Linked DNA regions of Mus musculus: region 2 is linked to region 1. The links are chromatin contacts, called in public promoter capture Hi-C maps. All regions are on one chromosome and are shown on one strand. Each heading gives the region's core, a stretch centred on a gene start, on an enhancer-like site or on the middle of the called end of the contact. The rest is flanking DNA. Distances are from core to core; before and after follow the strand shown. Region 1 holds the start of Nsun3 (NOL1/NOP2/Sun domain family member 3). Region 2 holds the start of Atp5j (ATP synthase, H+ transporting, mitochondrial F0 complex, subunit F).

The links. Promoter capture Hi-C pulls out the DNA fragments that hold promoters and counts their contacts.
Region 2: a promoter capture Hi-C map of pre-B cells shows a contact between it and region 1. The contact joins the promoter of Atp5j here to the promoter of Nsun3 in region 1. A contact is called at or near these places in 1 of 39 promoter capture datasets (pre-B cells) and 1 of 484 Hi-C or Micro-C datasets (CD4 T cells).

What each region holds. Positions count from the first base shown.
Region 1 is chr16:62,784,582-62,791,572 of GRCm38.p6, forward strand. It overlaps Nsun3 (NOL1/NOP2/Sun domain family member 3), which reads right to left and starts at 2,135. Exons shown (of 6, transcript NM_178925.3): 1 at 2,090-2,135; 2 at 1,207-1,316. The coding sequence starts at 2,101.
Region 2 is chr16:84,833,196-84,839,897 of GRCm38.p6, forward strand. Atp5j (ATP synthase, H+ transporting, mitochondrial F0 complex, subunit F) reads right to left here and starts at 1,827. Exons shown (of 4, transcript NM_001302214.1): 1 at 1,614-1,827. It overlaps Gabpa (GA repeat binding protein, alpha), which reads left to right and starts at 1,929. Exons shown (of 10, transcript NM_008065.2): 1 at 1,929-2,348; 2 at 5,886-5,988. The coding sequence starts at 5,912.

The sequences.
Region 1 (6,991 bases), core at 885-3,384:
CTAAAATCCTTAGGAATTCATTATATACACTATTATTCACATTTTGATAGAAAACTCATAAAATGTAGCATTGTTGAAATAACAGCTGCCTTTTCATTTTATAAGTTTCCTAAATATCTTAATGTCCTAAAATCATTTTTGACCCACTTCACAGCTTATCTTTATTCTTTGTTCCAAATTATGCTTAAAGTTGTTCTCTGAAAAGACATACCTACTGAGTTCATCTCAGAAGAGATGGTATAAAACAATCATCGGAGACATTACTTTCTGAGCTAACTTTCAGACTATCCAGTCATACCGCTTTTTCATCTCTGCTGTGCAAAACAGATTGGCAACTTTCCCTCAGCCCTGAATGTCTGGTTCCTTTTGTCAAGTTAATTCCAAAGTCACCAGTGGCTGTCACTGGTACCCACACACTGAAATAAATCAAATGCCCTATTATTGATGCATGTTTCTGGAATGGTACGGTGCCCCTCCCATTGACTTCTCCCATGAATAGACTGCATGTAAACTAGAGAGGAGGACTATACTGTTCTTTGTATTCCAGGGGGTATCTTATATACCAATCAGGCATTCCATACAAATCCCCATTCACTACCATTCCGATCAACAGCTCAGACTCATCAAAACACAAATCATATTTGTCACTTTTTTTAAAGAAGTCATGGAGTTTATTGCAGAGATATGGAGTACGGCTGAACACAGAGGTCAGAGGACAACCTACAGTCTAGTCCCCGCTCTGGGAATGCCAACTGCCTTCCCTCCCCGCCAGTTCCACCATGGCCACTTGGCCATGTTCATGCATGCTAGGCTTATTTAGATTGGTCTGTCCATGTGCACATGTGCTCCACATACAGATGGCATGGTGACAATAATTGCCAAATAAAGCCTGACTTTAGCTAAGATAGAGGAACACTGACTTTAAGGACTTGGTATTACCTGAATTTCATTAAGTTAAATTTCTTCCAAGTTAGGATTTTTATTACAGCGTTGTTTTAAAATGTGGTGCCTCCCCATTTTACAGATAAAAGCCAAGTGCTTGAGAGGGCATTACTATCTGCCCCACATTTCTACATGCCAGGTGATTCCTTCACACATAAAATGTACAGTCACCTCCTCCCTCCTGGACTGTGCCACTCTCAAGGAGGTATTTGCTACATACTTCCCTTTCCTCTCACAAAATATCAAGAGACGAACCATACTGACCTTACTGTACTCCAGGAATCCCCAAGTTCTTTCGAATACTGTTTGTCAAACTGATCCAACACAACTCTGCATAGCTGTTTGGCAAGCTTCCCCTCTGATTTTGCTTTCAGCTATGATGATAAGAAAAAGGTGCTGACAACACACTGTGATATCACATATTTATTGAAAGTTGACAGTGACATTAAATTTTCTTTATATCTCTACTTATTCGTGGAGACTTCCATACCTGTCTACAACATACTTTAATAAACACGTCTCCACACCACTCCAACTCCACCCAGACTCCCACTGTGTGTTCCCCTTCCAACTTCATGTCCTTTTAAAAAATCCACTCGGGAACAATTAGTGCTGTCGTTATGCACATGGGGGTGTGGAGCCATACCCCAAAGACAACTCTCTCCCGGCCTCAAGCCAGCTACTGCCAATAATAGCTAGTCAGGAGTGGGGCTTCCTGATTTTTAAAATGTCAGTTCCTGCCGTTGGATCAACTCCTTACTTGTAACAAAATTATTTCATGGTTTTTCTCGAAGTGGTAATTACCAAGTGTTAGAGGTGAATCTATGCTAAAAAAAAAAAAAATTCAGAAGCCATAAAAGTTTTGTTGTTGTTGTTTGTCTTTTAAAGTAAGACTGTAAAGAAAAAAGTATTCCAAAGTTTATTTACGGAAATAAGCATCGCCCCAACTTTCTGGCTCTCCCCTCATCACCGGGGTGCACCCAGGGCTGAGAAAGCTCGCAGTGACAATGTCGCCGGCCCGCGGGACAGCAGCAGCACCAGGAACACACTCAGCACGGTTCCGGGCTGTGGGCAGTGCGGGTCCCATCCCAGTCCACCCTGCCTCTCGGTGGCTTCAGCCCGGGGCGCTCGACCGCCAGAGCCTCACCCGAGTCAGCATGGTCCCCGCCTGAGCTCGCCAACTACGGGTCTCCGCTAGAGTTCGCGCGGGGTAACACGAAGAAACGCCATACTTCCGGGTCCTGCGAGGAGGTCACAGATGGGCTGGCTCGCAGTTCCTGTTTCCGGTCTCGCGAGATTGTAGACAAAAATCTCGCGGGAGACTCAGGTCCTGCAAGAGGCGGAGCCAAAGCTCTCTGGGGACTCCGGAGCTGCTGGGGTGCGAACCCCGAGCGAAGGGTGGAGTGTGGGTGCTGGTTTACAGAGTCACCCTTCCTGTCTCTGTTCATGGGGTCGAGAGAAGACCTGTATCAGTGTTTTAGATGCACAGGCATTGCTGGTTTACAAAACCGAACCCCGCGATGAGAAAAGCGGTAGAAAGATTAAATCGCGCCTCTCCTTACATTTGCCCGAGTCACTCTATCTTCAAACTGGGAAGTGATAAATGTTACACCGGAAGTACCGACTGCCCCCACTGAGACTGCGGGCATGTGCTGAGGGCTGGCCGTTAGCATGCTCTGTAGCCAGCTCGACAGGGATGCAGATATTTCCAGACATGCTCAGGTCTCCATCTATCAGCCTCTGAAAGAATGGACCCAAAGTATCAGGCTGAGAGAAGGAAAGAGGGGACAGCCATAGGGAAACTTGTCTTCTGGAAAGAGCTTTCCAACAGCTCTAAAATGTCAGAGCGTCTTCTAACAGGGTGAGATTGAACCCGGATGACAATGGCCAAAGACACGGGCGGAGGTTGGGTACGGGGTTCCACTGGATGTCTTTGTTCCTCTTCCCAATGTGGTCACCTTGAATAAACGGCCTTTTTCTGCTTTCCAGTTTCAATTTTGTTTTTTAAATAGGCTGATTTATTATAGGTGGCTGGACTTTGATATAAGAACTGTCACATCATTGGTACTTGAATAATACCTGTTTTCACCAAGCACTAAGACCACACTCCCAAGGACCAGGAAGGACTCACCAAGGCCCTGGCCTACTTCAAGCATCAGTGTTGACATTGTTAGGAATAACCACTCATTAGCATTTGCCTTGTTCTCTGGTAACAAACCAGAAATGTCTCAGAGATGATTTGGTCTCCTATAGTAACTAGGCATCTTCACGTTGAGATGGCACTCGATGCTCAAAGTATCAGTATAGGATATGCGATAGGTAGGTGCTGGACTCTCCAAATCCTATACAAAGGAAATGTCTTCTACACGAATGTGATTTAAAGCTTAGTTGGTTTTATTTTTTGTTTGTTTGTTATTTTTTTGTAAGTTCCTCAGTAATCTATAGTGTGTTAGAATTTTGATTCAGTATAAAATAAAATAATTGGTATGCAAATGACTACATGAATACACACCTGTTCTATATTTGAGAAAAAGTAATTCATTTACTCTTTAGCTGTTATATTCAGAGATTTTGTGCATTTTCTATGTTCACTATAAAATGCACCTACTAGTAAATATACTAGATTTATATTTGCAGTGAAAGAAGACCTAGAAAATAGGAGGTAGACTCCTATTAGGATGTTAAACTTCAAAAGGTCAGATCTATTAGCAACTTGTTTTGAGCTACTGATGGTATAAGAAACAACCTACCCCAAATATAAGAATTTATTGTTTCTTTGTTAATATTGTTTTGAGATAGCATCTCAGGTAGTTCAGAGTGGCCTTGAACTCACCATGTAAGGAAGGATGACCTAAACTGATCCCACTGCCTCCACCTCAAAGGTATTGGGGTTATCTGTGGTATGCTTTCATGACTAATTTATGGGGTTGCCAGGGGTTGAACCCACAGCCTTGTGAATGCTAGGCAAACAATGTACCAAGAACTACTCCCACACTATTTTTTTTCTTTCAATGATTATGAATTTTCATACTTATACAAGTCATGTTACAACTCTTGTTTATGTTGGCAAAATGTTAAGGGCCCACTGGATATGAAAACCTGTTTGGTACTGTGAGAGATCTTCATTCCTTAGGACAAATGGCAGAAGGAAAAAAAAAACCCCTAAAAAACAAAACTAAAACTAAAACCCACAGAGTTGCCTGGAATCAGGCAATGAGGCTATTTCAGTTCAGGTGAGCCTCCTCTTAGTGTAGGGGGTCTCTGGGCATTGTACAGAAATTTAAGCTGACAATCCAGCGCTTGAACACATAAATATGACCTCATTTTTTAATTGTTTTAGTTGTCTTAAACTTCCCTTTATAGGGGGACATAAAATATATCATGTGGAGATCACATATGTACATATATATGTATGTAATATGTTCTAACAAGTTTGACTCCTCGGTATCTCCTGTTGGGACTGCCTTTAAAAAGGTAAAAATAATGCTGTGAGTGGGAGGTCTACTCCAGCAAACTGACAGCCTTTGCAAAGGACACACTGGTAATGGTTGGTGTCGGTCACAGGTGCTGCAATAGAGAGAAGCTTACCAAGATGATAAACCTTTACATTTTCTGAAGGAACAGAGGGGTTCCGCCTTCTTGGAAAAGACTGAACCTGACTACCTCACTCCAGTTACTTTTATTCGTTAGTTAGAACAGACAACCCATACAAATCTTGACCATGGTGAGCCCATGGTAAGAATGTCAAGTTTTCCATTGAGTGTCTTAGGACCAAGGTTTAGACAGCTGCAAGATCTCACACAGGAACTAATACAGACTTTCCAGGGGGACATTTCTTCAAGGTTCAAACAGTCTCAAACAATTTCACAGCCTCCACGGATTAATCTAAACATTGCAAAGGCTCTGCTAAAACATTTCTCTGAAATCCAAGCATAAAGGCTTTACTGCCCATATCACTACATCACCTCCCTTTTCTTTCTTTAAGCAGATTTGTTAGGAATAACAATGTAGCATATTATGGAGTTGTAAATATGGCCTTTCGTCTGTCTAGTTGTCTAACAGCTTTATGTAAATAAATCAGCATACATACATACATGTGTAAAGCTATCACAACAAAGAGAATTATAAAAATCACAAGAACAAGAAACTTATTAAAATAATTCATGGGAATAAATGAAGCTACAACATCTGCAAGACCTGTCCCGTTCACGTCATTCCCTGTTACATCAGGCATCTTCTCTGAAAAGGTTTCTATAATTTCTTGCTGTAAAACATAAATCATCTGAGAACAATTGGGATGACCCAACAAATACATTTTAACCTTTTTCCAATCATATTTGCTCTCGTTGAATCTTAAAGGCCTAATACAATAAAAAGTAACATTCCAATCATATTTTAATTTCATTTCTTCTCCCAATAAATCTAACTGATCTCCAAAGACCGTCAGAGCTTGCTTCAATTCAGCTACTACCTCAGCTATTTCCTGGTCTATCTATTCTGTAGAGTCCAAGGTTCATGAGAATGCATCTGCCAATCTTTCACAAATTAGCAGCTCGAACTTCTGTGTGAAAAGCAACTCGAGCTGCATCGTAGTAGCAGTTGATGTGATAATTCCCAGGACCACAGAAATTATCAACCCAGCTGTCTTAGTCAGGGTTTCTATTCCTGCACAAACATCATGACCAAGAAGCAAGTTGGGGAGGAAAGGGTTTATTCAGCTTACATTTCCACATTGCTGTTCATCACCAAGGAAGTCAGGACTGGAACTTAAGCAGGTCAGGAAGCAGGAGCTGATGCAGAGGCTATGGAGGGATGTTCTTTACTACCTTTCTTCCCCTGGCTTGCTTAGCCTGCTCTCTTATAGAACCAAGATTACCAGCCCAGAGATGGTCCCACCCACCATGGGCCTTTCCCCCTTGATCACTAATTGAGAAAATGCCTTACAGTTGGATCTCATGGAGACATTTCCTCAACTGAAGCTCTTTTTTCTGTAATAACTCCAGCCTGTGTCAAGTTGTCACTAAACTAGCCAGTACACCAGCCATCTCTCGAATTCTTAATATTCTACCAGCGAGCTTCTGTATTAGTACCATCACAGGAGAGTCTTGCTATGGTCGCCAGCCTCACTTGTATCCAGACTGCTGGCCTAGCTCTGAGAATATATAAACTTTCAAAGGTAACATCTAAAGACACAGCAGCATGGACACAAGTATAGAGAGTACAGCCTGCACAGTGTTGCTTTGATTCCCATTAGGGAGCCATAGCACAGGCAGTAACACATAAGGCAATGGTTTACAAGCCATAAAGGTGTGACTGTTTTAAATTAAAGGGCAAATGAAATTTATCATAATTAAAGTTCCAACTTTCCATTCCATGCTTTGAGTGGGTGAAAAGCGCTTGCCAATTTCCACAAATTAATCCGACTAGAACTACAAAATTGTAATAGAGGGTCTGACACTTCAATTCCATGCCACTCAGTAGAGTCTCTAGAAGCAGAAAGAACTTCCACAGTTTTATCTGAATTGGACCCTTGCCATTTCAGTTCTGAGAATGCAGTCCTCAAGGGCGTCCACGAGGGCTCCGGTCAACGACTTCTTGCTTAACAAGCACCCAAGGCTTCTCACCTATACACTGCAGCCAATATATCCAGATTCCTTGTTAGTCATCCATAATTTGCAAGATGGTAAACATATGGAACCCATGACATTAATCTTTTGTCCCTCAAATCCAAATGCACGAAGCATAAGTAGCTTTCTGTAAGGATTCTGAGTCGTACTTTGATCAACTCTAGATACCCAAATTGAGACATTATGCTTAAGCAATAAATTCCATTACCCATATGAATAGGAATTGCTTTTAGTCTCACAGTGTAATTTACAATTCCCTTACCCTCCTGAGCGGGTTGAGCTGATCCATGATGGACATTAGAACCAGATCGCCCAGAAGAGTCACTGACCACCACAAGAATAGTCATGTCTCCCCAACTTCTGCATTAATCAGAGGATTAGGAATACAATCCCACTAAGTATGATTTGTCTGCATTACCTGG
Region 2 (6,702 bases), core at 577-3,076, about 22 Mb after region 1:
TATGGCAGCTGATTGGCATAATGGTTATTAAACATATGTGAAGGGAGAGAGTGTATAATTTTCGCTACAAGGGCACAATTCCTGTCTGAAGATAATTTTGGCTGTCCTGAATAAGTTGAATGAAGGTGGCCTATAGTGGGTAAAGTTCGGGCACACTGCTATACTCCCTACAACATGAAAGATAGCAATCTTCCCTATTCTCATTTTGAAGAGTTATCTAAAGTGTCAATAGTACCAACTTCAACAAACCTGGTATAACATTTAGTACTGCTGAAAAAAAAATCAAATAAGCACGAGTTTTCATTCACCGATCCCGATAAAAATAAAACATTTGAGGAAATCAATGCCATTCATACTCTACCAGAGAATTATACAGGCGAAAGAGCTACAGGCAAGTAGACAAGACTTTATAATAAGAACACCACACTTGATTCATCCTGGAAATCTAGGAACACACTTAAGACATAATTAGTAAGGTATCAAGAATTCTTTAGCCCTAAAAATACTGTAAAATACTTCCATATTGTCCACTTAGGAAATACTCTCTAAGTGTTAGGGGAAGGTGCTTCTTTCAGTCTTGCTTATAGGTGATTAAAAAAAATATGTCTAAAGAAGGTTGTTTACCTAACATTCCACAGTCAACCTGCTCCCAATCTAACTGCCAAGACGGTCATTTCTTCTACAAGACAGGGAAAATACATTTTCACTTTCAATAACGCACCATCCCAAACAATGATTTCCAATCCCCACGTCTAATTTAGCGTACTCTCTGAACCCCAAACATACATGTATACTCACCTCCTAAGTCCTACTCAATCGTTCTAACAGTGACCACATTCTCTCTTACCAAAACTACTTGTTGTTTCTCCTTCACTGCCTTTCACTTTTTCAGATTAAATAGAGAATGCGATCTGTTCATGATCACACGGAAGACAAATGGCATCCTAAGTGTAGAACACCATTTGGGACAAATTCCGTACTGAATTAATATCCTGCACTAGCTTGCTGCTTGTTAGAGGTCTGATAGTAACAATATTGGGGAAAGCATGGTGGGGGTGGGGGTGGGGTAATCAAAGTTCAAACCCAGAGGTGTAGCTTTGGGAAGGCGCACGGCTCTCCTATTTATAGCGGTTGACTGACCAGCCTAGCCGAAGGCTAGTCCCTTTGCTGCTCGTGAGTATCTAATCATAAAGTCAATCGACAAAGCATGACTTCTAGATTGGATATAAAACTTTTAGGATATCACCATCGCCCTTTCCTGTCTTAGGAGGCTCGATCGCCGCCTGCATTATTCACAAGCCTGTGGCGCGCCGTGACCTTGGGCTGCCCCAGGCGGGCTGCAGGCTCACCACCCCGTCTTTTCTGCTTTTCGAGTCGGCCCGCTCTGCTCCCAGGAGAGCATTCACGGTCTTATTTAGTGAGCGTAAGGCAAATCTGAATACCCAGCAGGGCCGAGGTCACCTGTGACCCCAGGCCAGGCCAGGACGGTGCCAAGGACACGGGGCTGCGCTCTACTCCCAGGGCAAAGGTGACGGGCAGCCCTCTCTCCTCGTGAAGAAACCCAGAAGCTCAGTCCCAGGAGGCCGAGCTAGCCCAGTTACCCTCCCAGTCACCTTGCACTGAGTCCCGAGCTGCCAGAGTCACCGCCGCCGCCACCGTTCTACTTCCGGCCCTGGCTCCGCCTACACACGCCTACCCGCCATCGCAAGGCACTATGGGCCGCGGCTTCAGTCGTTCGACGCTCACCGGACAGGAAGCGCCTCGAAGGGAGTCTGCGACCGGACGCCTCTAGGTGAGACAGAAGCCAAACAGGAGGAGGAAGTGGAGGGTAAGTGCTTCCGGGTCCCTCAGCTAAGACTCCGCCATCTTTCCTACACTTTAACTTCACCCCCTTTTCCCTCTTGGAGACACTGCACTGTACGCATGCGTATTCTGGCCTGTCCCCTAGTTCAAGCTCCCTTCGGAGTCAGCGTCCCGATCCTTGGGGTTGGGGAGGTGGATGTAGGGTGGGGGTACAAAGGAGCGCGTAAAAACCAAAACCAAAACAAAACAAAAAACCAAAGCGGCTGGGGGGCGTTTGTGCCTCGTGAGCCCCGTCGTCGCGGGCGTTTCGGGCCGCGCAGCCTGCTGGGAGTTGTAGTTCCAGGCCCGGGGGTGCCTGGGAGGCGGGAGAGGGGCTGGGGTTCCTTAGCGCCGATTCCACGGGAAGGGCCCCGGGACCTTACCCTGCTACTCGCGGGAGCGGCGCGGCTCGCCCGGAGAGGCGCTGTACCTGGAGCCCGCGCCGCCGCCGTTCCCAGCCGGCTGTGGAAGCGCGGGCTAGGGCCACGGGACGAATTCCGGAGCTGGTGAGTTGCGGACGCGGGCTGGCGGGGAGCGCGGGCCCGCGCGGGCGGCCTGGTTCCGGGGCTTGTCCCCCCCCGCGGCCGCCTCTGTGTTTTGTTTCCGCTGGGTCCCCGGCGCTGCGACTCCCATTTCCGTTCGTGGAGACTTGAGGGAGCCTGGTGGGGAGGGGCGGGAGAGGCTGTGCGGGAAGCCGAGGGGAGGGGCGCGGGGAGCGGCGTGGCCCGGGCCGCGTTGCGGGACGCGGCGGAGTCGCCCGTCGCACGGGCGCGGTCCAGGCTCGGCGCGCTGGCCGAGCGCACAGCCCCGGGCGCTCCCGGGTCTCTCGGGAAGATGCCAGACCTGTCTGTCACCCGAGTCAGCCATCCCCGCACTAGCAGTACCGATTGCCCTTCTGGAACTGTCCTAGAGTCGCATCGGTGCAATCGTTCTAATGCATAGGATGACTTTCTGCGTCTTTCCCGAAGATGTCAGTGAAAGTTACTGTACCTTGCCAACTTCCCCCACTCCTCCCCCCGACCTTTTTTGGGGGTTGGTGTAGTGCAGTGAACACAACGATGGAGTTTAGGGGATTCCACCCTTAGGGTCCACAGCATAGAGAATGGTGCCAGCGCATCGTTTCACGATGACAAACAGTCATTTGAAACTAAATCCTTAGGTAGGCCAGTGAGATGGTTCGACAGGTAAAGGCACTTGCTGCCGAGCCAGACTGTTCAGCCTCTGGAATCCAGATGGAAGGAGGAGAGAACTGTCTGCTCTCTGACCTCCACAAGTGCGCATGCGCACCTTATAAGTGGTGTCTGGGTACGTGTAAGTTTGTGTTGGGTGTCACTTTCTAGCCTGGCTGACCTTGAACTTGCTATGTAGATTAGACCGGCCTAGAGTTTAGAGGCCTATCTGCCTCTATTTTCTGAGCGCCGGCATTAAAGGTGTGCACTACCTTGCCTAGCAAAATAAGTGCATTTTTTAATTGGTTATTTTATTTATTTACATTTCAAATGTTGACCCCTTTCTTGGCCTCCCCACCTCAATTTTTTTAAAACAGGTAGATTGAGCTAATGACAGGACTGACTGCTGGCAAGAGGAAAACATTTATATAGATCCCCCTCACATTCTTAGGTACCCCATGCCACTAAACACTGGCCATTTTTTTAGCACTTCTTTTTTCTTTCTTTTGTATTTGTATTACTACCTGGATGCCAACTGGATTTACGTCCATTTTATCTTTGCTACAAGTACAGACGCGTAACTTGGGGATACATAGTCGTGACTGAGTCAGTTCAGTAAGTACTGAGTGCGGTAGTAAGGTTGAGGAGCCCAGGGGGGCCAAGTACTGGATTCATCTGAGTCTCTGGCAACTGTACAACAAACCTACAGGACCGAAAAGAGGAATGGTAGTTTTGAGAACTCTCATGCTCTTCCCCAGAAGGAGGTTTTTTGGGGGAGTGAGGGGATTTCAGACAGGGTTTTCCTGTGTTTGGCTGGCCTTGAACGCTGATGCACCTCCCACTGCCTCCCAAGTGGTGGGATTAAAGGCATGGACCACTGCCTTCTGGCTCAGTTTTTAACTTTTTAAAAAATTAATGAATTCATTCACTTTATATCCCAATTGTCTCCCTCCCTGTCCTCCCCCTCACCCCATTACTCCTTCGAAGGGGAAGGCCCCCCTTCAGTATCCATCCTAGGACATCCAGTCACAGTAGGCCTAAGCCTGCCCTCTCCACTGAGGCCCAACTGGTAGTCCAGTTAAGGGAACGGGATCCATTGCCAGGCTCAGAGAAAGCCTCCACTCCAGTTGTTAGGGACCGACGTGAAGACCAAGTTGCACATCTGCTGCAAATGTGTAGGTGGCCTAGGTCCAGCCCCTGCCTGTGCTTTGGTGGGTGGTTCATCTTCCATGGCTCCAGGTTAGTTGACTCTGGAGGTCTTCCTTAACCCCTCCAACTCCCTCATTCCCATCCCCAACTCGTCCATGAGACTCCCTGAGCTCCGCTGATGTTTGGCTGTGCGTCTCTGCATCTGTTTCCATCAGCGGCTGGGATGAAGCCTCTCAGGCGACAGCTATGCTAGGCTCCCATCTGCAGGCACGGCAGAGCATCATGGTTTTAACTTCTAATCAGATTGGGTTTCTGTCCTTTCCTCATGAGACATAGATGGATATGCCAACCTTTCCCGAATGCCGACTGCATTTCCTAGGCAATGCAATGCCGTGTGGAGAGTTACGTTTACACTTCATTTTGGAATGATGTCCATTGGTGCTTTACCAATACCCCGAAGTTTTAATTTACTTTAGTTGGAGTTTCCTTTTTCTGTGCTGTGCTTTGCCAGTGTTGATAGTTTGTCTTAGCGCCCCCCCCCCTTTTTTTTCTATCAGTTAATTGAAGATTTAATCTATTCCACTTATTAGTCCCTTGTCACTTTCAGGCATTGTAGATAGCTTTTGTAACTTGAATTTTAATCATTATGTAATCAAATCAGATTTCTAGCTAAGCAGTTGTAATCGATCCCCATGCTCAGCTTCAGGTTTGAATCCAAGTTGCTTTAATACAGTTGATGTAGCTTTTATTTGCTTTTGTAGTGACTTGAATTAACTTACTGATTTAGACTAGGCCAACATGTAATTCTCCTGAGGTAATTGTTGTCTCAGAGGGTTACTGCCTCTGTCTGCTAACTAACCTAGGCCTAGCCTTGGAGGATTCTAGCCTCTGCACAGTCTTTATCTAGGCCTAGAATGTTTTCAGCCTCTGAGACTTACTGCTGAATAAACTCATCCTTTCTAGCTCTCTCTGAGCTCTGGCTGGCTGGTTCACTCAGCTGTTCTGAACAGCTCAAACTCCTCACCATGATAACTGATTCAGTCTGGTTTCCCTCTCAGCTTCTCCTGAGGTCCCTGCTTTGCCTCAAAGTAGCTCTAGCAATCTGTTCTGGTCTTCTGGCTTCTTACTCTGCAGCCTGTTCTGTCTTTGCCTATGTCTATCTTGTTATCTCTTCAACCTGGCTATAGCTGTCTTTGTAAAACTGTCTCCTGTCTTCTTTTCACTCTGTGCACTGCCTTTTTCATGAGCGTTGGGCATGTACTCTGTCAGATCTTTCTGATTCATCACTTTGTCTGCCACTGTATTAGACATCACTTACAAACATGGGTGCTTCCCTCTACGAACTAACAACTTTACCTCCATTGTTTGGATTAAAGGTGTGTCCTAAGGGCATGCCTTTAATCCTGCTAAAGGAATTAAAGCTCAGGGCTGAGCCACACTACAACTAGATACAGCCCCTCCCCCCAAGTAAATGACTCACAGTATGATCAAATATCCTGAACACCAACAAGTTCCAATCCATAGAGTAATGGAGTCACCATCTCAGGCTAACAGATGCCACTCTAAACAAACTGGCTTATAAATGTTGTATGTGAGCTTTTACATATAGAGAGTACCTCTCTCCCTCTGATGTAATTCAGTTTTGGTCTCTTGCAGATCATTTTTGTTTGTATACATGAAGTTTAAAAAACAAAACAAAAACTCTTTAACATTTACCTCTTCCAGGACTGAACTTTTGAACGTCTTCAACCATGACTAAGAGAGAAGCAGAAGAGCTGATAGAAATTGAGATCGACGGGACTGAGAAAGCAGAGTGCACAGAAGAAAGGTTGATGTTTCTGAATTGATCAATTTTAATATTATCAGTATGCCACGTTACAGCTGAGGAGTAGGCCAGTGTGCTTGTTTTTAACCTGACCTCACAGTTTAGAGGACTACATATTGTAGTTTGGTTTTTGTCGTCCCCATCTGACTTCGTAGCTCAGAGAGGAAGGCATTTCTGAAATACAGGCAGCAGTGAGGTTAGTTGATCCGTATCACATGGTTACAGTAGTCTGCACCCACCCCATCTAAGGATACTCTTTTTTTTTTCTCCCATTTAAGTGCTGGTGACTTTTATGACAAAGACAGTTTAATTCAACCTGAACTTACTTAACAATAGTTATTTATGGATAACTGTAGAGGATGACTAGAAAGGATAGGCTGCTGTGCTTATAGCCAAAAATATGCCAATAGTCCTCACTTAGTCAAAAAAAATTTTTTTTACATTAACCAAGTATAATATTATTCTAAAATAATATTATCATTAACTTTAAAATAATATTATCATAAACTTTAAATGTTTTAAGAAAAAAATGTGATGTATATGTGATGTGTGTATGTTCACTAAACTTCATAAGTATATCATTATACTTGGAAAATATGTAAGTATAAAATGACATATTTATCTGTATGCACACTTACACATTTATATACTTATATGTATGTGTTAAATGTGTGCACCTGCATGCCAGAACACGCATGCAGAGGTCAGAGGTCAGCC